7 separate regions of the Mus musculus genome follow, and regions 1, 2, 3, 5, 6 and 7 are each linked to region 4. The links are chromatin contacts, called in public HiChIP or PLAC-seq and promoter capture Hi-C maps. All regions are on one chromosome and are shown on one strand. The core of a region is the stretch at or near the end of the contact, and the rest is flanking DNA. Distances in the headings are between cores, read along the strand shown.

Region 1 (3,484 bases), core at 310-2,809, 1.4 Mb after region 4:
ACGTCTCAAGGCCACAAGCACAAGCAGCAACATACCCACAGGCCTTTGCACTGAGAGGGCCACCCTGCACCCCTGCTGTACTAAGCCACCCTGGAGCCCAGGAAGCTGAAGAGTCAACTTAGCCCCCGTCTCTAGAATAGAAAGCCACCGACCAGGCAGAACTGCTGAGCCCTACATACTTGTTTCTCCTGTGCTGTGCCACTCTCTGGCCTCCTGCCTGAACCAATATCACAGTGCCACCCCATCCTGGTTGACATTCCGGCCTTGGCTTCTTCCCTGCTGGTCTCGTGGTTCTCACCTGATCTGATGATCTTCCTTGTACACCTGGAACTGCTCCAGCAGAGACCTTCTGGGAAGACATGTTCTGGCCAAGATAACCCAGTGACAAGCTGACACATTTAAAGTCTGTTGGGGTCATCTTGTCTCATCAACCTATCCACAGGCACCCAAGAGCCAGCCAATTTCCACCATCCAACTCTGGAGGGTAAGCTCCCCAGGGACAGAAGCCACATTGTGTTTCTACACAGAACCCACAGGACTTCCTACAAGGACTACACAAATACTGCCTGAACCTATTTACACCCCCTTCTTCCTTGCCACATATAACTCCTAAAGACGCTGTGCATCACCCATTTAAGCATAGACTGGCAAATTCTTCCTAAAAAGAAGAAATCAGTAAATATTTTAGAGTTTGTGAGTCTTTTTTTTGGTTTTTCGAGACAGGGTTTCTCTGTATAGCCCTGGCTGTCCTGGAGCTCACTTTGTAGACCAGGCTGGCCTCGAACTCAGAAATCCGCCTGCCTCTGCCTCCCGAGTGCTGGGATTAAAGGCGTTCACCACCACGCCCGGCTGAGTTTGTGAGTCTTAAGAGCTAAAAGTCAATGTGATTATCTAGGTATTTAAAAAGCAAAAGAAAACAGATTTCTATGAGATATTTTTTGGGGTGGTTTTTCTTTCAGGTTTTTTTGTTTGTTTGTTTTATTTTGTTTCTGTTTTTGATGCAAGGTTTCTCTGTGTAACCCTGGTTATCCTGGGACTCACTATAGAGCAGGCTGGCCTAGAACTCAGAGATCTGCCTGCCCCTGCCTCCCAAGTGCTTGGGTTAAAGCAATGTACCAACACCGCCTGGTTAGATTTTTTTTCCTAGTTATGTACAACTTTTTATTTCTAGAACTTTGTTACAGTAGTTCCCAGCTGTAATCCCAATATTTAATATTTAAGACACACAGGAATCAGAAGCCCAGGGTCATTTTTTGGTTACACAGCAAGCCTAAGGCTAATTTAGCATATCCAAACTTTGACCCAGTGGGCAAAGGGGCCGACCACCAAACCTGATAAACTGAGCCCCCAAAGTCAAGGAGAGAAACAACTCTAGCAACCTCCACAGGTTCAAAACGGCTGAAGGAATCGCCCTCTCCCGCTCAAGCTTTGGCCTTCTGTATCCTTTCTTTCCGCCTGGCTGCTCGCCTGCAAGCTTTGAAATGTCCTTAAGCATCTGCTCAAGTGCTAGGAGCTGCTCTAGCAAATTAACTCTTCTATAGTACGGGGGCATGAGATTACAATGCAGAGCTGCTTGGTTGGACGCCTAGGCTACTCCCCTGGGCTCATTACCTCTGAAATGGTGCCCCGGAGAGGGCTGAGCGAATCTCTATGGAGTTTAATCAAGACGCCTAGCTGGTCTTAGCTATAGACTCACCTGATCCCTAGGAAAACCTTCTGCATGCCTAGTGAGTCCTTGGGGGCTTTCTTCCTAACTCCTTCCCCGACACTTCTCTCTCAGGTAATTAAAGCATAGTTATGATCTGGTTGTCTTCCTAGTGAGATGATATCACAACACAATGCCACGTACTTGTAATTTAGGAATATATCAACCAACTGGGTGTTTTGTTTTTGTTTTTGTTTTTGTTTTTGTTTTTGTTTGGTTTTTGGTTTTTGGTTTTGGTTTTGTTTTGTCTTGTTTTGTTTTCGTGGCAAAGCCTGAACAAATACCAAATCAGGACACGCATTTTCCAGATTTTGCTGACAAGCCTATGGTGCAAAACAGAGAGACAGGACCAAGAGTTAAGAGACTAGCTAGGCCTCCTAGAGACCCTGTTTCAAACAAAAATAAGCAGAACTAGTAGCACACATCACAAACACAAAAATGTAAAACAAGAGGCCAGCTGGATAACTCGGTGGTGGGAAAAGGTGCTGGTCTGACAGCCTGAGTTTGATCCCATGGGTGGAAGTATATTGACTAGTCAAACTTGACGTCACGAGTGTGCACGCCCACACATGCATATGTAAAAACAATCCCCCCACCTCCAGTGGCTCATTCTAATCTGTTCTGTGCATATTTGTTACAAAAAGTCAAGATAACAAAAATCGCCTTTATTAAACATTCCTGCAAACGAAAAGAATCCAAAGATCTATTCCAATTACCTTCCAAACCAAACCTCTCCAAATTCTATTTACATTATTCCTCGGCCCCAAGCTTGAGTCTTCTAAAGTTCACAGAATCCTTTGACTCATCCTCGATTCTTTGGGTAAATTTAAGTCATTCACATGAAGCCAAATGTCACACATCCTATATCACTTAAAGGTTAACAAGTTAGAAGATCCCCCAGCACCAGAAAAAGTTTAATCTTAAAAAACAAACAAACAATATGTACTCACTGATAAGTGGATATTAGCCCAGAAACTTAGGATACCCAAGATATAAGATACAATTTGCTAAACACATTAAACTCAAGAGAACGAAGACCAAAGTGTGGACACTTTGCCCCTTCTTAGAATAGGAAACAAAACACCCATGGAAGGAGTTACAGAGACAAAGTTTGGAGCTGTGACGAAAGGATGGACCATCTACTGATTGCCATATCCAGAGATCCATCCCATGATCAGCTTCCAAACGCTGACACCATTGCATACACTAGCAAGATTTTGCTGAAAGGACCCAGATATAGCTGTCTCTTGTGAGACTATGCCAGGGCCTAGCAAACACAGAAGTGGATGCTCACAGTCAGCTATTGAATGGACCACAGGGCCCCCAATGGAGAAACTAGAGAAAGCACCCAAGGAACTAAAGGGAACTGCAACCCTATAGGTGGAACAACAATATGAACTAAGCAGTACCCCAGAGCTCTTGTCTCTAGCTGCATATGTATCAAAAGATGGCCTAGTCGGCCATCAATGGAAAGAGAGCCCCATTGGACTTGCAAACTTTATATGCCCCAGTACAGGGGAACGCCAGGGCCAAAAAGGGGGAGTGGGTGGGTAGGGGAGTGGGGGTAGGTGGGTATGGGGGACTTTTGGTATAGCATTGGAAATGTAAATGAGCTAAATACCTAATAAAAAAAATGAAAAAAAAAAAAACAAAACAAACGAAAACCAGCTTTCACATCCGCTGCGTGGCATCCTTAGCAGGAAGGACAGTGTACAATTTAAACTGACTGTCCTAATTCTCCCCGATTTTAGCATCCTCCGAAGGATCCCATCTTTGAAA
Region 2 (3,697 bases), core at 473-2,972, 1.4 Mb after region 4:
GCAAGAGGGAGACAGATACATAAGTAACTGTTTTTCTACTATTGTTTAAATGTATACATGTATTATTGTAACAGTTAAAGCTTCAGAAGTTGTGCACAGGGCCAGCAAGATGACTCAGTGGGTAGAGCAATCCTGTACTGTTAAACATTAATTGGGGTTTTCTACCCCATCAGATCATTTAATTCCCAAATGAAAGACACAAAAGCTTTGTATTTATAATAAGCCTTAAAGCACTAGAGCTGAGCAGATATCAACCCTGTATGCTCGCTCTTTCTTTCTTTCTTTCTTTCTTTCTTTCTTTCTTTCTTTCTTTCTCTCTCTTTTTTTTTTTTTTTTTTTTGAGACAGGGTTTCTTTGTATAGCCCTGGCTGTCCTGAAACTCACTTTGTAGACCAAACTGGCCTCGAACTCAGAGATCTGCCTGCCTCTGCCTCCCGAGTGCTGGGATTAAAGGCATGTGCCACCACGCCCGGCTTCCTGTATGCTATTTCTAATTCTTTGTTAATAACTCCATGATATAACTTGCCATCTTCTACCAGGGCCCCAGAACCCCAATTCACCATCCCTTATGGCCGTGTTCTCATGATTAACCTACCCCAAGGAGTCTTCTCCTCTCTGCTCTCCTTGTGGTCTCTGCTTCAGACCCCAGCCGGGGACGGGGTGAGCACCCAAGCACCACTCACCTCTCTTCTCCACAGCTAAAGGCTGTTGTCATCTTTATTAACCAATAGTTCCAAATTAAGGAGCAAGATTTGCACAACAAGAGCTGGTAAATGTGAGAATTCACTCATAGGCTTAGACCTGCCAGTACAGAATTGAGCATTTCAGTACATAGCAATGGACCAAACCTCCACAGAATCTGCCACTAATCCTGACTCTCTGAGATTGGTTCCTTAGCTCCCACATAGTGGAAGGAGAGAACTGACTCTCACAGACTGTCCTCTGACTTCCATAAGAATACTATGACACATGCAAATGCATGCCTGTCCCAATAATTAATAATAATAATAATAATAATAATAATAATAATAATAATAATTTGTAGAGATTGTGTCCTGAACCATAAAAACCAGCCCAGCATGCTAACTCCTCACCCCATCATTTTAGTGGCATGAGAAAGTCCATATGCTCCTTGCTTTGAAAAGTATGCCAGAATAAACTGTGTGTATATTTATGGCACATATTTTCATCCTAGTCCTCATTTTAAATCCAAAAACAGTAAAACAGCTTTTACATATCAGTAGTATACACAGCAACCAAAAACCCTATAAGTGAAAAACAAAATCTAAATTCGAGGTAGTAAGTGCCAGTCAACTTTCACAGAATCTTAGGAGAAATGGGAGGAGCCGGTCTGCCACATCGCTCTGTGGCCTTGTCCGTTGACTGTATTGTGTTTCTGGGCAAACAGAGACTGGACTGTCTATAAATGAGACAGGCTTTCCTGGTGAATCTGCTATAAGCGGTTTCCACAGTCGAGGCTTTTGGCTAAGCCATATTTTCTGTGTCTTAAGGTTCCCCTTGCGGGGAGTGGGTGTAACCAAGAAATGTGTTCGGGATGCTGGTGAAATGGAATCCCAGGGCACCTGAACGCGCCAGTGAAATCTGAAGTCTGGACTGATGGACCAGCCAGGCTGCACAGCCAATCTCCTTATAAAGCAGGCGCTGGGAGGGAATGCACAGCTGGGACACATCTGTCTCCACTGTCCCAGGCCCTGTGCGATAAAAACTCAGAGCTGATAAGCTGAGTGGGGGCGGGGAGGGCCACAGCAGGCAGAGAGGGTTGGAGAGGGTTGGGGTGAGAGAGAGACAAACAAGGGTGTGGGCACACCGCACCTCCCTCCCTGGAGCTCCTTTAAGGGAAGGGGGCTCATGCTTGGAGAAGGTAACTGGGTAGGACCATCTCCTCCAGTAAGGCTCCTGGGACCAGTGTGAGCTTTTTGGAACTTCAAAAGTCACACAGGTCAAGGGCCACGCAGGATAGGTCATTTTCATCTCAACTTTGTAGAGCAGGAACCTAGAGCTCTAACACTCACTGCCATTAAGTAAAGTGGATGAGCCTATAAGACTCGAACCCCAACCTGGCAGGTACAGTAGGAGCCTCGCAGCCCTCCTCCTCCCTCCGGCACATATCCTCCTGGGCTGCTGGCTTGTTTGGTTTGAAGTGAGATCCCAGAACATGAGGCACACCCACGCTCAAGAACAAGAACAAAACACACTGCCAAGTCAGATTTAAAAAAAACCAAGCCTTTGTTCTTTCCCTCTTGTGTGAGGAATCAAAAACTTTCTACAAGTTCCTGAAGAGAGATACCCAGGCAGCATGCAAGCTGCACTCTGAGGCGCGCCTGCTGCCTTTTAAGATATGGGGAAGGAGGAGGGATGGCCTTGTGCACTCTGGGGAGTTGCGCTGGGGGCATCTCAGCTTCATGAGCCCTTGTGTGGTATGGCACCATCATGGCTGTAACAGAGTGGGGAGGGGCTAACAAGAAAGGAGGGAGGGTCCCGACTGATGAATGATTATGCCTTGTGTACTGTCAGGTAGCAAAGCTTTAGAAGGCAAACCCAACAGGGCAGCTCCACCCCCAGGCTTGGCCACTACACAGATTGTCCTTACTGACAAGGTGTTAAGGAGGTGCCAATGTGTTTCTTATGACCAAAGGAGCACAAAGTTGGTTTTGTTTTCCCCAGAGAAGGCAGCTGTGTTTTTTAACCTTTGGTTCTGGGCTGGAGCAAGTCCTTGCTAGAGGTTTTCCTCCTGGGTGTTGAAAGGTTATCTAAAGAAGAGCCATCTCCCCAACAAGGAAAAGCAGCCATGCAGTGTGGCAGCGAGTCAGATGTGGATACGACTATAGAACCTCGCTGTTCATACCCAGCCCGTAACTAGACCCGAACCTCATTGTTCAGACCAGGCACACACGAAGATCAGAACCTCACCATTCAGACCTGGCACAACCAGACCCAGGAGCGGGTCCCCTTCTGTTTCTGCTTTAATCTTACAAATTCTTACTGTCCCCAGCTTTATTCAAACTTGCACAGAAGTGATTTCACACAAATCATCCACACAGAATATATCCCTTTTAAACCAAAATCTTAGGTGAGAAAAAAAAAGACTAACTGTTCTATCTAAGAAAATAAAAGTCGTAAAATACTTAGCCTGCAAGAGTTAATAACTTAGCCAGGCTTGGTGGTGATACACGCCTGTGATCCCAGAGCTGGAAAGATAGAGACAGGGGGATCAGATGACTCAAGGCTAGTGTTGAGTTTGAAGATAGACTGGGTATGATAAGACTTCTGTCTCAAAAGACAAAAGAAAAAAAAAGGAAGGAAACGAAGGAGAATGAGAGGGAGGGGGAGGAGGGAGGGAGGGGACAAGGGAGGGAGGGAGGGGACAAGGGAGGGGAGAAGGGAGGGAGGAAGGAGGCCACACAGTATTCTAGGAGCGTCTATTTCAAGGTTTACTGCTGTTTTAAGAGAGTCCCCAGAACACGAGGCACACCCACACTCCAATCCAAATACAAACACGTTCCACAGCCAAATGAAGATGACAATGTTAGGCTTTCTCATTTATGTAAAGACTCAAGCACACACACACCCCCTCCCCAAAGAAAGCGGTGTGTCTTGGAGAATCTTGCATTTCCCAGCAGCTTGGTGGCTGTGGCAACCGCCAGGAGCTAAGCAATGAAGACCTTAAATGGCTGTG
Region 3 (3,553 bases), core at 435-2,934, 1.4 Mb after region 4:
AAATAAATACATATAGGTTCTGATCCCGGGAGCCTGCTTTTGGAAGACTGCCTAATAAAAATAAACACCTAAGTAAATTTAAAGGTATACCGGTGACATGATATTTACTAAATAATTTATAGGGTGGCAAAATGTTCTGGAAACAGCCTGCATGTCCAACAATTGGGGAGCACCTAGGTAAATGATGGTGCGAGTGTATAGTGGAAAACTTCACAGGCATTAGAAGGAAGCCAGTGTGTTGGTATGGATTTTTTTAAAAGACAAATTGTCAGGTGAAAAACAGGTCACCAGTTATCATACATACTATAATGTTGGTTTTTTTGGAAGGCAAAATTATATGGAAATAAGAGAAAACAAGTACTGTACATTTTTTGTTACTTATTAGCAGTGAGTGATAGGAACATAAGAGTTTTTTTGTTAATTATTAGCGGTGACTGATGGGAACAGAAGAGTAAAGTGGCCTCACTTCTACAACGTTAAATGTTTGGATTCTGTGGTTGGTTTGCAGTGAAATTTTTAAAAGATTATCAACAAGGACAGAAATGTGCAGAGCAGGTATCAACCTGTCAAGGCTGAACAGAGCAGGACAGGGAGGAAGGGCAGACATGCTGGACCTGTTAGAGATACTCCTTATATTGTTAGACTTACATTTTTTTAAAAAAATCAATTAAATGAAGAAAATATGAAAGAAAGGATTTTGGAAACTAAACATGGGTGCAGATATTCATGGCACCAACCTGTGGTTTCTGGCAATGGTTTTTCAAAACATTTTCAGCCTTGGGATCTTTTCTTCAAACAAAAACTTGCTCGGGAGCCAGATACACTCAATAAATAAAAGGGGCTGTCCTGGTCAAATTTGGGGGTTCTGAGCCCCACCAGACAGATCTGAAGGCAGATGTAAAGATCGAAGCTTGCAAGCCAGGACCTGGGTCTAACTCAAGCTGCTGGAGGAAGCCTAGCTTTGCTCAAACTTTAATCATCTGTCATCTCTCAGAGCTCAGCAATTAGGAAGCACACACCAACCCGACCCAACCTGACCCGGGAGACCTGGGAAAGCAGTCCAGTGCCACAGCCAACATTAGCACTTATCACTTTCTACTACAAAGTGAATTTCAGCATCTAATTATGGCCTGAGTCCTGCTGAGGTAACAGAAAGAGAATGTTTCAGGTCTCATCCCTAACAAGAGCTGGCACTTAGGAGTACTACCAAGAAAAGCCCTCATTTGTCTCCTCTGGGCTGAGGACAATTAGAGTCAATTATCATTTCCTTTTATGGTTCCACCTGGAATTAGAGCAGCTTCAGGGGCCGCATCTCCACTCCTCCCTCCAACAGCATCCAGAAGTCAAGCACTTTTGCAAAGGAGAACACTGATTCCTTGGCACAGAGGCACACAGACTTTCCCTACCCCAGCCCCCAGCCCCACCCAAGTGCAAGGACTCTCCACAACCTAGGAGAGTCTGAGCCAGGGCTCAAAGACTGAGCCTCTCTGTAGTGAGGGCCAATGAAAGGCCGGGATCCTCCCTCCCACTGCGGTGATCTGAGTAAAGATGGGACTGTGGAAAGCAGCCGGTTCCCTGAGTTTATTACAAGGAAGGTTGAGCCTGGGAACTCTGCCTGGTCAGCTCTAGCGCTGCACATTTCTGCCCCATGTGACATTGTTGCAGATAGCCTCAGTAACGTGTGCTTGGACTGCACTGTAGCCAGACATGCAGGGTGGCTCTGAGCAATCCCTCTCCCAGCCTGTCCAGTTGCCTAGTGACCAGGCACGACAAACAGCTTCCCTTGCATTGTGTTCACTGGCCTGAAACGATGATTTAAGAGCCTTATCTGAACCCAGCAGAATAAACAGAACACCTCCTCCTCCAGGAACAACCCCCCAAACTGCCTGTCACCTAAGACCTATTCATGGTACAGACTTTCACATCCACAGCCCTGAAATAAATTCATCGTAAGTGCTCACATTTTAAAGATTCAATCCTCGAACTCCTTACCTAACTCTAGTCAGAAATAGAAATGGATTTTTATTGACTCTTTCGGTGCTATGAGAGATTAATGTTCCTCTAGTTAATCATCTCAATTTGAACTTTCCAACCAGTGAGCCACACACAGGGTTTAGATGTCCCACGATACTGCCTTTTCCAGCCTGGAGGCTGTAGACCTCTAACGGCTGACCTCTCAGTCCATCATTTTCTAAGTGAGCCATGAGATAAAACCTTGAGAAGCGCTGTATTCATGGTTTGTTCAGGGTTGCCTCATTTCAGAGTGTGTGGTAAATCCTATACAGTCAAGTATATAATCCTAGACAGAAAGACAAAATGTTTTTCCATAAATTAAATTCTTTTGCTGATTACTTCTTTAGAAAACTCCAGCTTACATTCTTTACTATCTCTTTCGTAGATATGACATACAATTTAGACTCAAGCCATGTTTGACTCATTAAAAAAAAAAAAAGTGAAGTATTCAGTATTACTGCTCTGTACTTGAAACAACTTAAATAAACATGGCCCTATTCCCTATCAAAAGTCTTAAGGAGAAGAGAGAGGGATGGCCAGAGGGAGGGGCGAGGAGAGAGAGGGATGGCCAGAGGGAGGGGCGAGGTCCCTGAGTAGTAGAATCAAGTTTGATCTCCAAGGGCCCTGGCCACTGCCAAGTGCTTTTGATCAAGCAATAGGATGCTATATGGCAATGCCCAGAGTGGGTTTGCTAATTAGCCCTAAATGGCCTTTGGAGTTAATGATAGAGTAGACCTTCCCATATCTGCAGGCCCTCAATGAATTCTCCAAACCACAAATAATACCAAATCCTGTGTGGACCGGTTCTTCCTTCACATACAAACCTATGATCAAGCTCAATTTATAAGGTGGACATAATAAAGGATTAACAATAATTACTTATAAACCAGAACAAGCATAACAATACATCATAGTAAAAGCTACTTAAAAGTTAAGAATATCACTATTGCTCTGCAGTACGGCTTGAGGTCAGGGATGCTGATTCCCCCAGCTGTTCTTTTATTGTTAAGAACGGTTTTCGCGGCTCTGGGTTTTTTGCCTTTCTAGATGAATTTGAGAATTGGTCTTTCCATGTCTTTGAAGAATGGTGTTGGGAATTTGATGGGGATTGTGTTGACTCTGTAGAGTGCCTTTGGTAGGACGGCCATTTGTGCTATGTTAATCCTGTCAATCCACAAGCATGGGCGATCTCTCCATCTTCTGAGGTCTTCCTCCGTTTCTTTCTCGGGAGACTTGAAGTTCTTGTCATGCAGGTCTTTCACTTGTTTGGTTAGAGTTACCCCAAGATATTTTATATTATCTGTGGCTATTGTGAAGGGAGGTATTTCCCTAATTTCTTTCTCAGCCTGCTTATTATTTGTATAAAGGAAGGCTACTGGTTTATTTGAGTTAATTTTATAACCAGCCACTTTGCTGAAGTTGTTTATCAGCTGTAGAAGTTCTCTGGTAGAATTTTTGGGATCACTTATGCATACTATCATATATCATCTGCACATAGTGATACCTTGACCTCTTCTTTGCCAATTTGTATCCCCGTGGT
Region 4 (3,328 bases), core at 689-3,188:
CATATACCCAGGCATATAACCCCAGCACTTGGGCAGCTGAGACAGGCAGATGGCCAGCCCCACCTGCCTAAGAAGTAAAGTGAAAAATCAGTTTCAAAATAAATAAATAAATAAAATAAAATAAAATTGTAATATAGCTTGGCTGAAATTTCGTTTATCTGAACAGTATTTTTTTTAATTAAATTGAATATGCTTCTCTGGGTTATAGGAGCTGCAATTTTTTCTAGTGTCTCCAACACCAATATCCCATAAATACACCAGCTACTTCGCCTGCCTAAGTAAGCTACCTGCTTTTCTCAAAGCGCCTGCATTTACAGCTATTGTTTTATTTAGTCTATTGTGCCTTTCATTGGTAGAGACGGACACATGAGTGATGCTCACAAGATTTTATACTGTTCCTTCCAAGGTGAATTCTAAAATTACCTGAAATAACTGCCATGTGCACACAGAGGGCGGGGTCAGAATCCACTGCCTTCTATCTCCAGTTTTTAAACCTGACCAATGCTTTATTTTATTTTAGACCCTGCCTCTTACAAGGCACCAATCAACTGTAAGTAGGAAGTTTAGATTCAACCCTGCCATTCAGACTAGACTGTCAAAGGGGAGGGGGAGGGGCGATACCACTAGGAGGTATCAAAGCCCAGCTCCTGCAGCCCCTTTTCAAGGCTCCCAAAACCCTTTAAGAGCATCTTAGGTCTAACCAGTGTTTATAGCTCTGAAAAGAGACCCAGCTTCATTCGGCCTGTATCTCCATCTCTTTGGACTGATTCCTTAGCTCTTACCATCAGAGGGAGTCAAAACTCAGTGAAAATCAGGGTTAACCCCCCACCCCCACCCCCCAGCCCACCCCAGGGAGCTATGCCGCCACGTGCTCGGGTCTGCCAAAAGGTCTCTGCTTGTATTCCACCCCTTAAGAGAAAGTCCCTCCCTGTGTCCTCTTCCTCCTTCCCCTCATCCCTCCTGATGCAGAGGAGCCCTCCACTCCCAGGCAGAGAGAGCATGGCGCGCACACGTGGAGGCACAGCAAGCTTTGAATTCCAAGCAGCTTCCTGAAGTGGGCAGGGAGGAGGGATTTGGGATGCCTCTGTCACGCGTGCAGGAGCCCCGTCCTAGGATCACACCCGGCTCCAGATCCCTTACCCTGGGAAGGGCCGCACGCACGCCTTGGAGCTTCCGAGTGAGGCTTTCTGGCTCCGGCTTCTTGCTGGCAGGAGAGCCTCGGTCCTCCCTTCCTCACCCCGGGCTTCTCCGCGGGCAGGGTGACTTCAGAGCGTCCATGCAGGCAGGCAGGCAGGCAGCCTGGCTAGTGGCCCCACTTCTGCCCTGCCCTGATCTGTCCCAGCCAGGCCATAGCCGGGCTTTCTGACATGCTGGTGCTGGGGACTTCACTTCCTGGTTTGGCTTTTTTTTCCCTCCTCCTTCACAACTGAAAGTGGAACCGCTTTTGACTAGGAGGAGACAGATATCCAAAGCTACCCTAGCCGGTTTTCAAAGCCTTTAACCTCAATCCCCAGGGGCTGAAACACGAGCCACCTTTGCATCAACACAGTCCACCTGCTCCCGCTGGTCCCACTAGCTCTTCTCCAAGATGAAAATCCAAATGAAAACGAGTTGAGGTGGCCCTGGGTTCATTGCCAGAGAAACGGAGGTGACGTTGTTCCCCGCTGCGTTCGCAGGACAGGAAAGTCCAGCTAGAGGGACCTCCGCCCTTAGGTTAGATGCAGCACGACTGTCTCTTTCTCTGTGTAGCTCCTTTCGCCAGTCCCCAGACCTCCCTGATTCAAAAAGCCAGGCACCTCTGCACCTCGCAGAGACAACAGAATAGATAAATAAGCCAGGAACCACGGGGGCAGAGAGCCATTCAGTTGAAGTGGCTCCCTTTCCGCAGACACACCAGCTCAGCTCCGGCTCTCACCCCGCCAAGTTTAAGGATGAAATGTGTTCTGTGACCCCTCTTACACCTCAGCATTATCCGGGTTCACAGTTGTCTTAATCGATCACCCTTTGAGGTTCTGGTCTCCCAGGGACACAAGGAGACCTCGGTCTCAGAATTGGAAGAGAGATGACAGGTTCTGCCCCCTCCCTCTCCCCCACTCCCGCTGCAACCTCACGACACGCAGAATCAAGTAGCATTTTCCCGGCCTTGATCCCTCCAAGGATTGACAGGAAGTTCAAGGTGAAGACTTCACTAGAGTGCTAGCCTACCTTAGGATTCCTTCTTTGTGCAGAGAGCACCCCATACCCACCCACCCCTGCTATAAAGACCAGGAAAAACAAACCGGTGCCACACCTCAGAGACCTGCAGGTCTGACCCCTTGGGAAGGACGGATAGAGGTGCCTCTAGCTTTTGTTTAATTTTGGAGCTCAGCTTCCCAGGAGACTTTTCTCCCCCCCCCCCCCGGCGTCCCCCCCCCCCCCAGGAAAACCTCAGGTGGGAAAGTGCATGCCAAGCCTCAGATGTCTATCTAGGATATCTATCTCTGGTTTCTAAGTCCTGTTTTATCCCATCTCCCATAGCAGGAGCACACCAACTAGTCTAATTGTTGTTTTTGACGTCATGGATCTCTAGAATTAAGTGTCCGTTTCAGCAAGGGCTGGGTCATTCTAAGATCTTGTTGTCTTGTCTTTCCATCCAGTTCCACCGCATGGTAATGACACTCTAAATGTTTCCCACATGGGGAGGATTCTGACATCGCCCAAGATTTCTATACGATGGAGCAGACCGTAGAGACAGACTAGGTCAACTATAGCTCTACCACTAGCTATACTAGTGGGTTAGGCATACTACTCCCCTTATAGGAGATGCTCCTAATGTCACCACATACCCTGCCTTTAGGATGCTTTCCAGACCCTAAGAGTGTCACAACCCGGAAGTCCTTCCTCCCTCCGGAGACATCAACAATTGTTAAGTGGCTCCTCTTAAGAATTTCTGAATGGAAGATGAAAGAAACCTGCATCCTTGCTCCAACTTTACCCTTTACAAAAGGCTTTATACCCTCACATTCTCTTCCAATTCTTTTGATTTTTTTTTCCTCTTCTAAGAGTCAAGTGGCTCAAATGTTTTCCTTTCAAATTGACATCTTTCTTTGCCTCCCACACAAGTGAGCTGAGAGATTATCACCCCTGTTATGAAAGAGCTTTAGTCAGGTTACAGATGAATACACACTCACTTTCTCCCCCGCCATATCTATCTACTCCCTCTAGCCCATAGGCCAGAGAAGGCAGCTTACCTCTTGAGAATGGTCACAGCAGCTAGGTTGAGGAATGGCTTCTCTTGCAGCTAGCTCTCTCTGTTCAGCACCACATGAAGCTGCCTCTGCCTTTCCAC
Region 5 (3,541 bases), core at 278-2,777, 1.3 Mb after region 4:
CTCCTGAAAAAACTAAAAGAATTTTAAAACTTTTAGGGATTAAAGCTTACTATTTAAGGTAATATTGAAAATAACACTAAAATGTTATTATAACACCAGAATATTAAAATATGATACTAAAATGCTAAAAATGCTGAAATATAAAATGCTAAAATAGTGGGGGGGAGTAAATATTAGGTTTCAAATAAATTCTATTCAAGTATTACTATATTATTATTATTATTATTATTATTATTATTATTATTATTTTAGTGGTGGGCCTAACCTTTAACTGCTGAGCCATCTCTCCAGCCTTCAAGCCATATGCATTAAAGACTAAACTAACACTTAGCATCTAAGAAATTCAAAGAAAAATTGCAAATCAGAAACAGTTAATCTACTAAGTTCATTCAATTTTTAAAAGCCACTGATTATGTTTATTTTGTATTATTATGAATAGATAATTGATTATATATTTATTGCATATTCATTACATACCAACTGACTTAGATAAACTATAATCTGATAGCAAATACTATGGAATCAAGTCCTAAGAGAGAAAACTTGTCAATTAGTCAAATTGTGGGGACCCTGTATAACACAAACACCAAACAATGAGGTTATAGATAGAAAACGTTTTATATTTCTTGATAACCACTGAAAAACCCTGAGTGAAATGACCCAGGGCATGGGAGGGGAGTTAAGTGGGTAGTAGAGCCAGAGAAAGGCAAAGAGAGAAAGAGTAGAGAAGTAGAGGCTGGCTATGAGCATGTGGAGAGAGGGGGGAAAGGGAAGAACAAGTGAGCAAGAGTCCAAGAGAGTAATAAAGGAACAAGAGAGGGAGGAGGGGGCAAGCAGCCCCTTTTATAGTGGATCAGGCCCACTACAGTGTGGAGATGGAGTTTAGACAGAATGCTAACATTTTTAGAGAAAAAAAAAAATCAGTATTTCTTTTTACAAAAGACTAAACTTCTGTCAACAATGGACAGTGAGCTATGTGCACGAAGCCAGTACTAAGGCCAGTCACTCAGCAGCTACTCTCCTATAGGGGACATGGGATGAAGCATTCCCACCCACAGATTGGGTTTTTTGGGGTTTTTTTTGAGACTATTTTAAAAGCTCAGGAGTGAGTCATCTCGTGTATGCACATTACTTGAGAAAAATCTATATTGGATTGTCTAAATATATTTAAGAAAAAATAATTTTTTCTTTTTTATTATTATGGCATTTTAGTTTGGCAGATGTACTCTTTGAATACTGACCACTTTTCTCTGTCCTTACCAACCCTGCCCATCCTCCCCTTTTCCACAAATCTTTCATGCAGCTTTGTCTATTTGGTTTGCTTTGTGACCCAATAAGAATACCCAGGGCCATCTTCGTGACTATGGCTTTGGAACTAGCCATTGTAGCCTGGTGGATGGAGCAGAGAGCTCAAAACAAAAGCAAGTGATTGCTATTGCTCCTTTCCCAGGATCTGTTGGACCCCTGTGAACCCCACCCGCTTCCTTGACTGTGGACCCAGTGCAGGAAACTGTAGTTGATTTAGTTATAGCAGCTGTATCCAATTCAGGGAATGGCTTTTTTGTAGCCCTTCACCCTGTCCTCTGGTTCTTACAGACTTCCTGACCCCACTTCTGTTATGTTCACTGAGCCTTAAGAGGGTTGCTAGAGTGATTTGTTTAGGGGTGGGCCTACCATCAGTGGCTTGTTTTCTGTATCCTGGGCAAACATGAGTCTCTGTAGGCTCCTGTAGTAGTTTGAATTAGAATGGTCTCCATGGGCTCAGATTTAAATGTTTGGTCACCAGGGAATGGCACTATTCGAAAGAATTAGGAGGAGGTGTGGCTTTGTTGGAAGAAGTGGAGAGTGGGCTATTTCAGAAGCCCACATCAAGCCCAGAGTCTGTCTCTTTCTACTGCCTTTGGATCTAGATGTAGAACTCTAAGCTACCATGCTAAGATGCCATGACCACCATGTCTCTTCACTGTAATAGAACACTGACTAAGACAGCGCCCATGTTCATTGTAAGGATGCACTTCTCTCATTAGGGCTGGAAGTCACTTGAGACAAAATCAATTTTTAAGTGTGTAGAACAAAATATAATAGAACATATCTGAAACTTAACTGCAATATTTTAATGTTAAACATAGAACACTGCATCACCAAGAAGCTGCAAAACCCAGTATGCAAGTTTCCAGTACCATCCACTATAAGACAAAATACTCAATTCATCTTTGGTAATTCTTAAGCAAACAGGCTGCCTACAACAACATGAAAAATTCTGATATTCCCAAATCCATTTCTTATTTTGATATTTTAAAAATCTTATCAAAAGGGCTCAAAGATATTACCTTTTTAAATTTCTCAAAAACTGTTAATGAGTCAATACATTATAATGGTCCAGAAATGTATCCCAAAATTTTTTAAAATGTCCAAAATTTATCTGAAAAGGATCAGAGAGCTGATTTCTTTTTATTGATCTGTTTGCACATCTCTATTCCTTTCCTCCCATTACCATTTTAAGTTTTTCCTTTGTTTCAGTATAATACATAAGACTAGAGTGAAATGTTTCAAACTGCCAGCAGCAATGTATCTGTATTGTCGGTCTCTCTTCTGCCTTTCTATATTGGATTTTGTTTGCTGCTGCTGTTTCTGAGGCTATGTGAGTCAGGATGCACCCAAACCTTGGGCTCCAGCAATCACCCCAGCCGGGGGCTTCCTGGGTAATGCACACCACTGTGCCCAGCTGCGACACTTTATTTTTAATGAGCATGTAAGTACTTTTAAAAATGGGGGAGGGAATACTACTTTCCTATGGCAGTGTTCTTTCACAAAGTTGTAATGTGACAACTGACCGTGATAATCAGTGGACAGTGATATTAATTTAAATAAACATTTTTCATACAAAGAGAGAGTCAGAATAGAAAAGTTGACACAATGTAGCTAAGATAAAATATATCTATAAAGATACTTAAGAAAAACATGTATTAAAATAACAACTTAAAAATTAGGCAGCCGGGCGGTGGTGGCGCACGCCTTTAATCCCAGCACTTGGGAGGCAGAGGCAGGTGGATTTCTGAGTTCAAGGCCAGCCTGGTCTACAGAGTGAGTTCCAGGACAGCCACAGCTACACAGAGAAACCCTGTCTCAAAAAAACAAAACAAAACAAAAAAATTAGGCAATCCTCTTTTAAATTTTCTCCAATGAAAAACCAAGTTCAGTTGTCTAAGAAAAGCCTAATTATATCTATTTTTAAAACTCACTTAATAAAATAATGTCTTACCTACTCATATTTAATAAACTATCAATAAGAAAAAAATATAGAAATGTTTTCCAACAGTTGAGAAGTTTCTGAAGTGGAAAGCTCTGAAGGAAGTTACTTAGCTTACGAATACTACAAAACCAGCCCCGAGCTCTCACCAATTTCAGCAGGCAGCTGCTTGATTTTGTTCTCTCGGATGCTGAGCATGCTGAGCTTCGGCAGGTTTTTGATGTCCTTTTCCACAGTAGTTATGCGATTAAAGCGAAGATAGAGAGTGGTGAGAGAGTCTAGCCTATACAC
Region 6 (3,563 bases), core at 886-3,385, 1.5 Mb after region 4:
GACAAGTGGATGAGACTCAGACTATGGCAATTTATTTGGCTTTGATCATTACTCGGGGGTAACCCCAAATGTACTTTTCTAAGAGCTGACCTGGCTACACCTGGCTACTTCCCCAGCGGTGTACCCCAACTACTAGCTGCTTTATTTATCCATGTGTCCCTAGTCCATCTTCTCTCATGGTGGTTTCCTCCTCTCCTGTCTGTCTGTCTGTCTGTCTGTCTGTCTGTCTGTCTGTCTCTGTGTCTCTGTCTCTCTCTCCTTTTGCAACCCCCAACCAGGTAACTCCAAACCCATCTACCTCTAATCCCTTCAGTAATTGGCTCTAGCCACTTTTATTTAACCAATCGTTTTAAATTAAGGAACAAGGTTTGCAACAACAAAAGCTGATAACCGTGAGAATTCGCTTTTAGGCCTAGACCCTCACCTTCCTGTACAGATTTTAGCATTACAACGATAGTAACAGACCCAAGTCATTCAATGGGAGCCTGGGACAAGGCATTTAAACCTACCTTGATGATGGGGAACCTCTTTCCCACCACATCAGTCTTCAAGCTGAGTTCTATCTAGAAGGTTCTGGAAAACAGGTTCTTGGCTTTCAAAGTCTAAGCTTTTTCTCATCAGCCAATATGTCAGCACGTTTTATGTAATGTAAAAACCCCTAGGGGTCAACAATCCATAGCTCAACAAAAGAATCCTATTTTGGGAGACAGTCCTCAGCACATGTAAAGTACCCTAATGTAAGTACAGAATGTCTGTTTAATCATTGCTCAGTCCCATGTCTAGGACAGTGCCAAACATAGCTGAAACACAGTAGATACTGACACACAGTAGGTACTTAGCACACAGTGGGTGGTCAGTAAACGTCTGTGAAGTAAACAGCCTCATAGACTAGAGAGTATAAAATCCTCGTGGCTTCTTATTTAAACCTGTCCCTAAAAACAAGGCAAGACTGTAAGAACCCTGAACAGCTGTACACACACACACACCCCACACATGCCTAACTGAGATCTGTGTGTCTGTCCTCAGGACAGCAGGCTCTTCCCAACAGTCAACAGGACCACTTTGTCTCATGACACAAGAGTCAAACAACTTCCTCAAGAAGGAACATGAGGGAAGTTTTGCACCAGATTCATGCTTTAATTTCTTAATATTTATTTATTTATTTATTTATTTATTTACTGCTTATAGGATAAGTCGTTCACTGACACATTTTTCAAAAGTAGGCTATGGGAAAAAAAAGTAGGCTACGCCATGAAAGCCAACCTGATGCAAATGCAGTTTTAATGAGTGGGGGGAACCGCCTGAGCGGAGGGAATTGCTTCAAAGAACACTGCTAGTTCAAAGGCCATTCACAGCACTTGTAGAAGCAACAGACTTGAAAGTTACAAATGAAATGACTCCCCTCTCACTTCTCCACCAGACTGTCCTTTAGTGCTCACGTTCTTTATCCCAGAGCCTTAGTTATCCCTCCTTTACAGAAGTATGGCGTGTATTCAGTGTGTGTGCACGCGATCACATGTTCTGCGGCATGCACGTGGCTTTGTGCTGTGTGGAAGTCAGAGAACAACCTTCACAGGGTGGTTCTCGCCTTCTAACACGTGGGTTCTGGGGAGCAAATCGGGTCATCAGGCTTGGCCGCAATCACCTTCACTTCACGGAGCCATCTTGCCTGCCCTCTGCCCCTATCTTGTTCCTACAACCTCACCATTCTTTTGTTAAGGTAAGGTTGTCATCCAAGGTGAAAACACAGACCAGCTTTCTCAAGGACACAGATGAAAGTCTTTTATCAAACACTACTCTACGGTACTATAAAATTCAAATAAATCAGGGAAACGTTCCAAGTCAGCATATTTATTACATTGAAAAACAAAAAACAAAAAACTCATAGCAGAGTGTCACTTATAAGACCCTCATCTCATTCAAAGGGGGAAAGAGATGCTGTTTCTACAAGAAAACCCAAAAAGGAAGAAATGCTTCTGGGGAGTGTGGTTTAGCAAACATCCCCGAGTGGGCTATATCTAGGAAAAAGTCATTTGTGATTAAATATGACACCCACACACAGCAGTCAGCTCTAGCCACGTGTCACATGCTGTCCCTGATTGCCTTGCATTGGCAGCAACCACCTCTAAAGGGAAAGCAAAGAGGCTGCGTGAGCGGTTTCCAGGCATTCTTCAGAGTCATCACACGATGTCAAAGGCACTGGAGAGTGTTGTCACTGAAGTGGGAAGAATATAAAAAAGAGCAAAGTCAGTGTTTCCGGAGCTAAACAGAATCTGCAGAAACAATCTCCAGGGATCCTGACGGAAGGAAACACCTTAAACAAGACTCATGACGCCGAAAGGATACCCCAGCAAGGACAGTTCTATTCACAGCAACCACAAATCACTGCGTTTGCCTCTTCTTTGTGTGCAGAGTTCATTTGTCCTGCCAGGTTAGATGTCCGGGTGCCACGTGAGCCATCCTGCTGGCCACCACCCGGCTCTGCGCTCTGCTTCTCCTCATAACCTTCCTCAGCACACATTTCACAGGCAGCGAGGAGAAGACGGGCCACTCACGCCAAATGCTCTGCTCTCCAAGGATGGAAAGAGGTCCCAAGAAGATCTTTCTCTTTGTGTAAAACCCATTTTCTGAAAACATGGTTGCATCCACAGTGACAGGTGTCACTTTCCGCACCCTGCAGTGCCCCATCTTGCTGTACTTATAAGGGAGTGAAGAGCTTAAGAGGGACGTAAGACAGGAAGGGGGCAGAGTCTTGACAGGACTGGACTTCCCAACAGGAATTTGCCCTACAAAATTGGTTTTTAGCTGTGCATGGTCAGCCGCACCTTTGATCTCATCACGTAGATCTCTGTGAGTTTGAGGTTACTCCAAACAGTGACTTCAAGGCTAACAGGGATACCCAGTGAGCCTTGTCTCAAACAGAGAAAAGACTTAATTTTAATAAAGAAAATATTATTAAGACTAAAGACATGTTTCTGTGCGTGTTTCTGATACGTTAGTAACTGCATCTCATGACTGCGTGCAGACCCCAGCCTGCTGTCTGGGAATGTTCTGAATTCCCTGGGCCCACCTATGGGAAATTGGTCTTGTTGCTGTTGAGGTTTCTGACGTCCACCACGGTCAATAGTTTACAGTGAGATCCTCTGACTTCTAAACTCTGAAGAAAGACTTCTCATTTTTGATTGGCTTCATCTTTTCAGGTCAAGAAAGTGTCTACTTTGCCTCAGAATGCCCACCCTTAAGTAACCTGCAAGGTTAGACTTCATGTGTTAGCAACTCCATGCAGCCTAGCTGTCTTTTGTAGTGGCCTGAGTGTGAAATGTCCCCCACAGGCTTGTGTGTAGAAATATTTGGAGCCTGTAGATGGCGCTGTTTTAAGTGAGTCATGAGGGGAAGTTCGTGAGTTTTGCAGGCTGGACCCCACTTCCTAGATGCATTCTACTTCCTACTTATCTTTGCTCTATTCCCAGATGTCTGTCCCCCTGTCCTGCAGGAGTCTTTAGGACTTGATGGGAGCAGAGGAGAGGCAGAAATGGCCGGGAAAAAAAAAAAACCCAGTGCCA
Region 7 (3,426 bases), core at 779-3,278, 1.5 Mb after region 4:
TATATAACAAAACCCCCACCACCAAGCTTGAGAAGCCCCCTTTTAAGCTGTGGGTCAGAGGAGTCCAAGAGACTCCCAAAACATGCTAGGCTGTTGCTGTAGCCCTTGCTTGCCTCCCGGATGTTGAGTAGGGACTCCTAGTGAGTCCCTATTGATGAAGACATCATGTACTTCAGACACAAGACCCTGAGGATCTAGCTGAAAAGTCTCCTCTGGGTGCTAGCTTTCCTGGTACCAGAAGGTGCTGTGCAAGCTTCCAAGTGAGGAAAACAACCCATAGTCCTACTCAGGTATGATGCCTGTGAACTAAAACAACAACAAATATGGCACAGTAACCCTGAGGACCATAGCTCTCTAATTAAACTTAAGACACACTCAACAGAAGGGAAGCCATGCCTGGTGCTGGAGGCCTAGCCAACTACTTGGGTTTAGAGAAGTCATGGGTCTGGAGGAGCCCCCATCCCCACTTCCTTAAGCCAGCATAATCCTTAACTACCTTCCAAATATCTCTCCTTATCCCCAGATACATGTGGCTCTCTGCTAGTCACTACTGCTTTGGTGAGGGATGTTGATAATGGTGGAGGAGACTATGCACTGAAGTGAGGCTGGGATGTACGGAAAAGCTGTACCTTAATTTTTCTGTGAACTTGTGTAGCCTTTAAGGGGTGCCCATGTGCTGTGGGAAAGCCTTGCTCCTCACTGTCCCCCGCTTTCCAGCATCCAACAGCAATAGTTTTCTATTTGAACTTTACAATTTTAATGCTTTCACCCAAAATAGCCCTGTTTATAACTGAATGCAAAACTCATAGGTGAGTTCCTTAGACAAGTACATTACGCTTATCATCATGGGTGTTGGAAATGAAGTCTGATGGGATTAAATGGTTGAACCAAAGTCATGGTGACTTCACCTAGACAGTTTGGAATACTTTTCAGGTCGGTCTGTCTTTCCTGTCTTTCTTTCTTTCTTTTTCTTTTTTTCTTAAGATTTGTTTATTATTATACATAAGTACACTGTAGCTGACTTCAAATGCACCAGAAGAGGGCATCAGATCTCATTACTGGTGGTTGTGAGCCACCATGTGGTTGCTGGGGTTTGAACTCAGGACCTTCAGAAGGGCAGTCAGTGCTCTTATCCGCTGAGCCATCTCACCAACCCCTCTTTTTTTTTTTAACATATTAGTATTTTTGTATGCGGTGTGTATGTGTTCAGATGAATATGGGTCACTGTGTGTGTGTGTGTGTCTCGCACGCACACGCGTGCACATGTGTGTGGTCCGAGGTTGACATCAGTTATCTTCCTCAGTGGCTTTCCATTTTATTTATTAAGGCAGAGTCCCTCCCTGACCCCAGAGTTGCCCAATTCAGCATATCTAGCCAAGCTTTCAAGGGACCGTTTTTCTTTGCCTCCCAAGTGCTGGGATTACATGTGGCCTGCCATGCCTGCCCAGCTGTTATGTAAGCACTAGAGATCCCACTTCAAGCCTTATGCTTACAATTACTTTATCCACTGAGCTTTCTCTCTAGTCTCCAGATTTTATTTTTTAAATTATTTTCAGTTTATGTGTGTGCTTGTGTAAGCTCGTGGGCACCATTGCATGGGAGTCTGCAGAGGACAGAGACAGCACTGAGTCCTCTGGAATTGGAATTACCATCATAATGAGCCACCAGGTAGATTCCAGGCACCAAACTCAGGTCCTTTGTAAAAGTGACAGTCACTCTAGACTTCTGAGTTACCTCTCTTCCGTCCACCAAATTTGATTTTTATTGCCTCCACATACACACTCATATATCACAAATACTGAAAAATTTCTCAGTTTTATAGATAGCCTAGAATTGAGCCTGCCTCATCTTGCTGCTATGTAGTCTACACATATTTATAAAAGATTACCAGTAGCCACAGATGTATAAGTGTGTAATTACCAGTGCTTTTGCAAGACTCTAATATTTATGCAATCATGCAACACAGTGCCCCAACAATGGGGATTAATGTTAGCAGGACCTACAGTCAGGCCTGAGCTTGAATTTGGCTTCCCAATGAGATGTTTGCCAAAAACAATGTTGCTGCTAAGATGGGGGTGGGGGAGATGTACCCTGAAAGGACTGGCCTGACCAGAAAACAGAATTAGCGTCCCTGGGATAGAGGAGGTGCCACGCGATGCCTGGTAAAGGGGGAGGGAGACACATAAGTAACAAGTAACGGCACTGGGCACTGGTTTAAGAACTAAATCTATGAAGACTTTTTAAGAAACCAATTTTATCTTAATAGGATGGATTTCAAGAGCAACTTCCCTTGTTGCCAATTTTCTGTATAATTTCTCAACAACTTCCATAAATCACAAGATTTCAACACAGGTCACTGAAATGGCTCTGGCAAACCCTTACTCCCCTCCCCCAACCCTCCCCCGCTCCGGGGCCACCCCCCCCCCCAAGTCCCTTTCTCTCTATTGATTTTACAAACTTGAACTTGTCACTTGAACTCTTAGCTGAGGTCGTTCTAGCCACACAGGTCAGCAATCTAGCGGCAGAGCTTAAAAGTTATGAAATCAAATCCCAGCGTGAGCCATGGGGCCCACAGCTTTTAAAAAGGTTGCTGTCTTCCCACTTCTTAGAAGACAGTATTGATATGTAGCCCAGGCTGACCTTTGACCCATGGCCCTCCTGCCTCAGCCCACTGGGTACTGAGACTACAGGTTACCTCACCGTGCCTGGAGTGTCCAAGTCACAGATGGTTGTAATGCACAGGTCCTACAAAATACTGTGCAAACAGCGAGGAGCCCCAGTGGACCTTCGTTTCTCAGGCCACCTTCCAAAGGGGAAACCTCAAGCCCAGTGAAGAGTTTCCTTCACCAAGAAACAGAAATGACAGAGGAAAGGTCAGATTCACACTTAGAGAAACGAGGTTTCTTTATCCACTGCTGAGTTCCATGTCCAACCCTGATATGACTGACTCTCAAGTCAGACTTAAAATTGAGTATCTTAAGACGCACTCTTCTTGGGTTGCAGAAATAGCTCAGTCAGCAAGGTGCTTACTGGGTAAACACACAGTCCTGAGTTTCATTACCAGGACCTGTGTCAAAGGCAGCCTTGGTCTCCAAAGGCATAAAGATCCCTGAGGCCACTGGCAGGACAGTATAGCCCAACCTGTAAACTTCAAGCCAGTGAGAGACCCTGTCACAAAAATACAAGCTGCCAGGGGCTAGAGAGATGACTCAGAGGTTAAGAGCTCATATCGCTCTTGCAGAGGACCCAGGTTCATTCCTAGCACTGACATGGTTGTTCATATCTACCTATAATTACAGTTTCAGGAACCTGATGCCTTCTGGCTTTGGTAGACTTCTGCACATATGTGGTGCACATACATTCACAACTGGCATACACACACACACACATGCATCCATCACTTATTTAAGATAACCAACATCTTGG

The links. Promoter capture Hi-C pulls out the DNA fragments that hold promoters and counts their contacts. HiChIP or PLAC-seq counts read pairs in DNA pulled down with a chosen protein or histone mark.
Region 1: an H3K27ac HiChIP or PLAC-seq map of large pre-B cells shows a contact between it and region 4, with 6 times the contacts expected there. The contact joins the enhancer-like site here to the promoter of Acsl5 in region 4. A contact is called at or near these places in 8 of 39 promoter capture datasets (the C10 cell line, the HPC-7 cell line, cranial neural crest and 5 more), 1 of 484 Hi-C or Micro-C datasets (B cells), 9 of 115 datasets of contacts at active chromatin or transcription factors (embryonic forebrain, embryonic stem cells, hepatocytes and 4 more) and 1 of 9 other capture datasets (embryonic stem cells).
Region 2: a contact with region 4 is called in a promoter capture Hi-C map of hippocampal neurons, with 5 times the contacts expected there. The contact joins the enhancer-like site here to the promoter of Acsl5 in region 4. A contact is called at or near these places in 12 of 39 promoter capture datasets (the 3T3-L1 cell line, 3T3-L1-derived adipocytes, HPC-7-derived erythroid cells and 7 more), 13 of 115 datasets of contacts at active chromatin or transcription factors (the NIH/3T3 cell line, T-cell acute lymphoblastic leukemia, differentiating embryonic stem cells and 9 more) and 1 of 9 other capture datasets (adipose tissue).
Region 3: a contact with region 4 is called in an HNF4G HiChIP or PLAC-seq map of pancreatic cancer cells. The contact joins the enhancer-like site here to the promoter of Acsl5 in region 4. A contact is called at or near these places in 12 of 39 promoter capture datasets (the 3T3-L1 cell line, 3T3-L1-derived adipocytes, cranial neural crest and 7 more) and 10 of 115 datasets of contacts at active chromatin or transcription factors (acute myeloid leukemia, astrocytes, embryonic forebrain and 5 more).
Region 5: an H3K4me3 HiChIP or PLAC-seq map of neural tube shows a contact between it and region 4, with 7 times the contacts expected there. The contact joins the enhancer-like site here to the promoter of Acsl5 in region 4. A contact is called at or near these places in 12 of 39 promoter capture datasets (the 3T3-L1 cell line, the HPC-7 cell line, HPC-7-derived erythroid cells and 8 more), 4 of 115 datasets of contacts at active chromatin or transcription factors (T-cell acute lymphoblastic leukemia, embryonic stem cells, neural tube and 1 more) and 1 of 9 other capture datasets (adipose tissue).
Region 6: a contact with region 4 is called in a promoter capture Hi-C map of hippocampal neurons, with 6 times the contacts expected there. The contact joins the enhancer-like site here to the promoter of Acsl5 in region 4. A contact is called at or near these places in 9 of 39 promoter capture datasets (the 3T3-L1 cell line, 3T3-L1-derived adipocytes, cranial neural crest and 5 more) and 6 of 115 datasets of contacts at active chromatin or transcription factors (the 230-238 cell line, embryonic stem cells, epiblast stem cells and 2 more).
Region 7: a promoter capture Hi-C map of liver shows a contact between it and region 4, with 4 times the contacts expected there. The contact joins the enhancer-like site here to the promoter of Acsl5 in region 4. A contact is called at or near these places in 14 of 39 promoter capture datasets (the 3T3-L1 cell line, 3T3-L1-derived adipocytes, the HPC-7 cell line and 8 more), 11 of 115 datasets of contacts at active chromatin or transcription factors (the NIH/3T3 cell line, T-cell acute lymphoblastic leukemia, differentiating embryonic stem cells and 7 more) and 1 of 9 other capture datasets (adipose tissue).

The regions. Positions count from the first base shown.
Region 1 is chr19:53,883,721-53,887,204 of GRCm38.p6, reverse strand. The region is part of intron 3 of Gm30990 (basic salivary proline-rich protein 2-like); the gene reads left to right. Among named protein-coding and RNA genes, the nearest start is that of Pdcd4, 18 kb to the left of the region's middle. Within about 2 kb of position 1,559, at least 13 of the 459 cell types and tissues checked have an H3K27ac peak or open chromatin away from gene starts, as enhancers often do. A contact at or near this core is called in hepatocytes, liver and pro-B cells, where this site is marked.
Region 2 is chr19:53,808,251-53,811,947 of GRCm38.p6, reverse strand. All of the region lies in intron 1 of Rbm20 (RNA binding motif protein 20), which reads right to left. Among named protein-coding and RNA genes, the nearest start is that of Gm16299, 15 kb to the left of the region's middle. Within about 2 kb of position 1,722, at least 56 of the 459 cell types and tissues checked have an H3K27ac peak or open chromatin away from gene starts, as enhancers often do. A contact at or near this core is called in T-cell acute lymphoblastic leukemia, where this site is marked.
Region 3 is chr19:53,828,777-53,832,329 of GRCm38.p6, reverse strand. All of the region lies in intron 5 of Rbm20 (RNA binding motif protein 20), which reads right to left. Among named protein-coding and RNA genes, the nearest start is that of Gm16299, 5.3 kb to the right of the region's middle. Within about 2 kb of position 1,684, at least 137 of the 459 cell types and tissues checked have an H3K27ac peak or open chromatin away from gene starts, as enhancers often do. A contact at or near this core is called in astrocytes and pancreatic cancer cells, where this site is marked.
Region 4 is chr19:55,251,979-55,255,306 of GRCm38.p6, reverse strand. Acsl5 (acyl-CoA synthetase long-chain family member 5) reads right to left here and starts at 1,938. Exons shown (of 22, transcript NM_027976.2): 1 at 1,141-1,938.
Region 5 is chr19:53,988,242-53,991,782 of GRCm38.p6, reverse strand. It overlaps Shoc2 (Shoc2, leucine rich repeat scaffold protein), which reads right to left. Exons shown (of 9, transcript NM_019658.6): 2 at 3,400-3,541. Among named protein-coding and RNA genes, the nearest start is that of Shoc2, 45 kb to the right of the region's middle. Within about 2 kb of position 1,527, at least 6 of the 459 cell types and tissues checked have an H3K27ac peak or open chromatin away from gene starts, as enhancers often do. A contact at or near this core is called in neural tube, where this site is marked.
Region 6 is chr19:53,756,508-53,760,070 of GRCm38.p6, reverse strand. All of the region lies in intron 1 of Rbm20 (RNA binding motif protein 20), which reads right to left. Gm30943 (a long non-coding RNA gene) reads right to left here. Exons shown (of 2, transcript XR_386793.2): 2 at 1,832-2,215. Among named protein-coding and RNA genes, the nearest start is that of Gm30943, 4.0 kb to the right of the region's middle. Within about 2 kb of position 2,135, at least 5 of the 459 cell types and tissues checked have an H3K27ac peak or open chromatin away from gene starts, as enhancers often do. A contact at or near this core is called in hippocampal neurons, where this site is marked.
Region 7 is chr19:53,780,018-53,783,443 of GRCm38.p6, reverse strand. All of the region lies in intron 1 of Rbm20 (RNA binding motif protein 20), which reads right to left. All of the region lies in intron 1 of Gm30890 (a long non-coding RNA gene), which reads left to right. Among named protein-coding and RNA genes, the nearest start is that of Gm30890, 5.3 kb to the left of the region's middle. Within about 2 kb of position 2,028, at least 26 of the 459 cell types and tissues checked have an H3K27ac peak or open chromatin away from gene starts, as enhancers often do. A contact at or near this core is called in 3T3-L1-derived adipocytes, adipose tissue, hematopoietic stem and progenitor cells and 1 more, where this site is marked.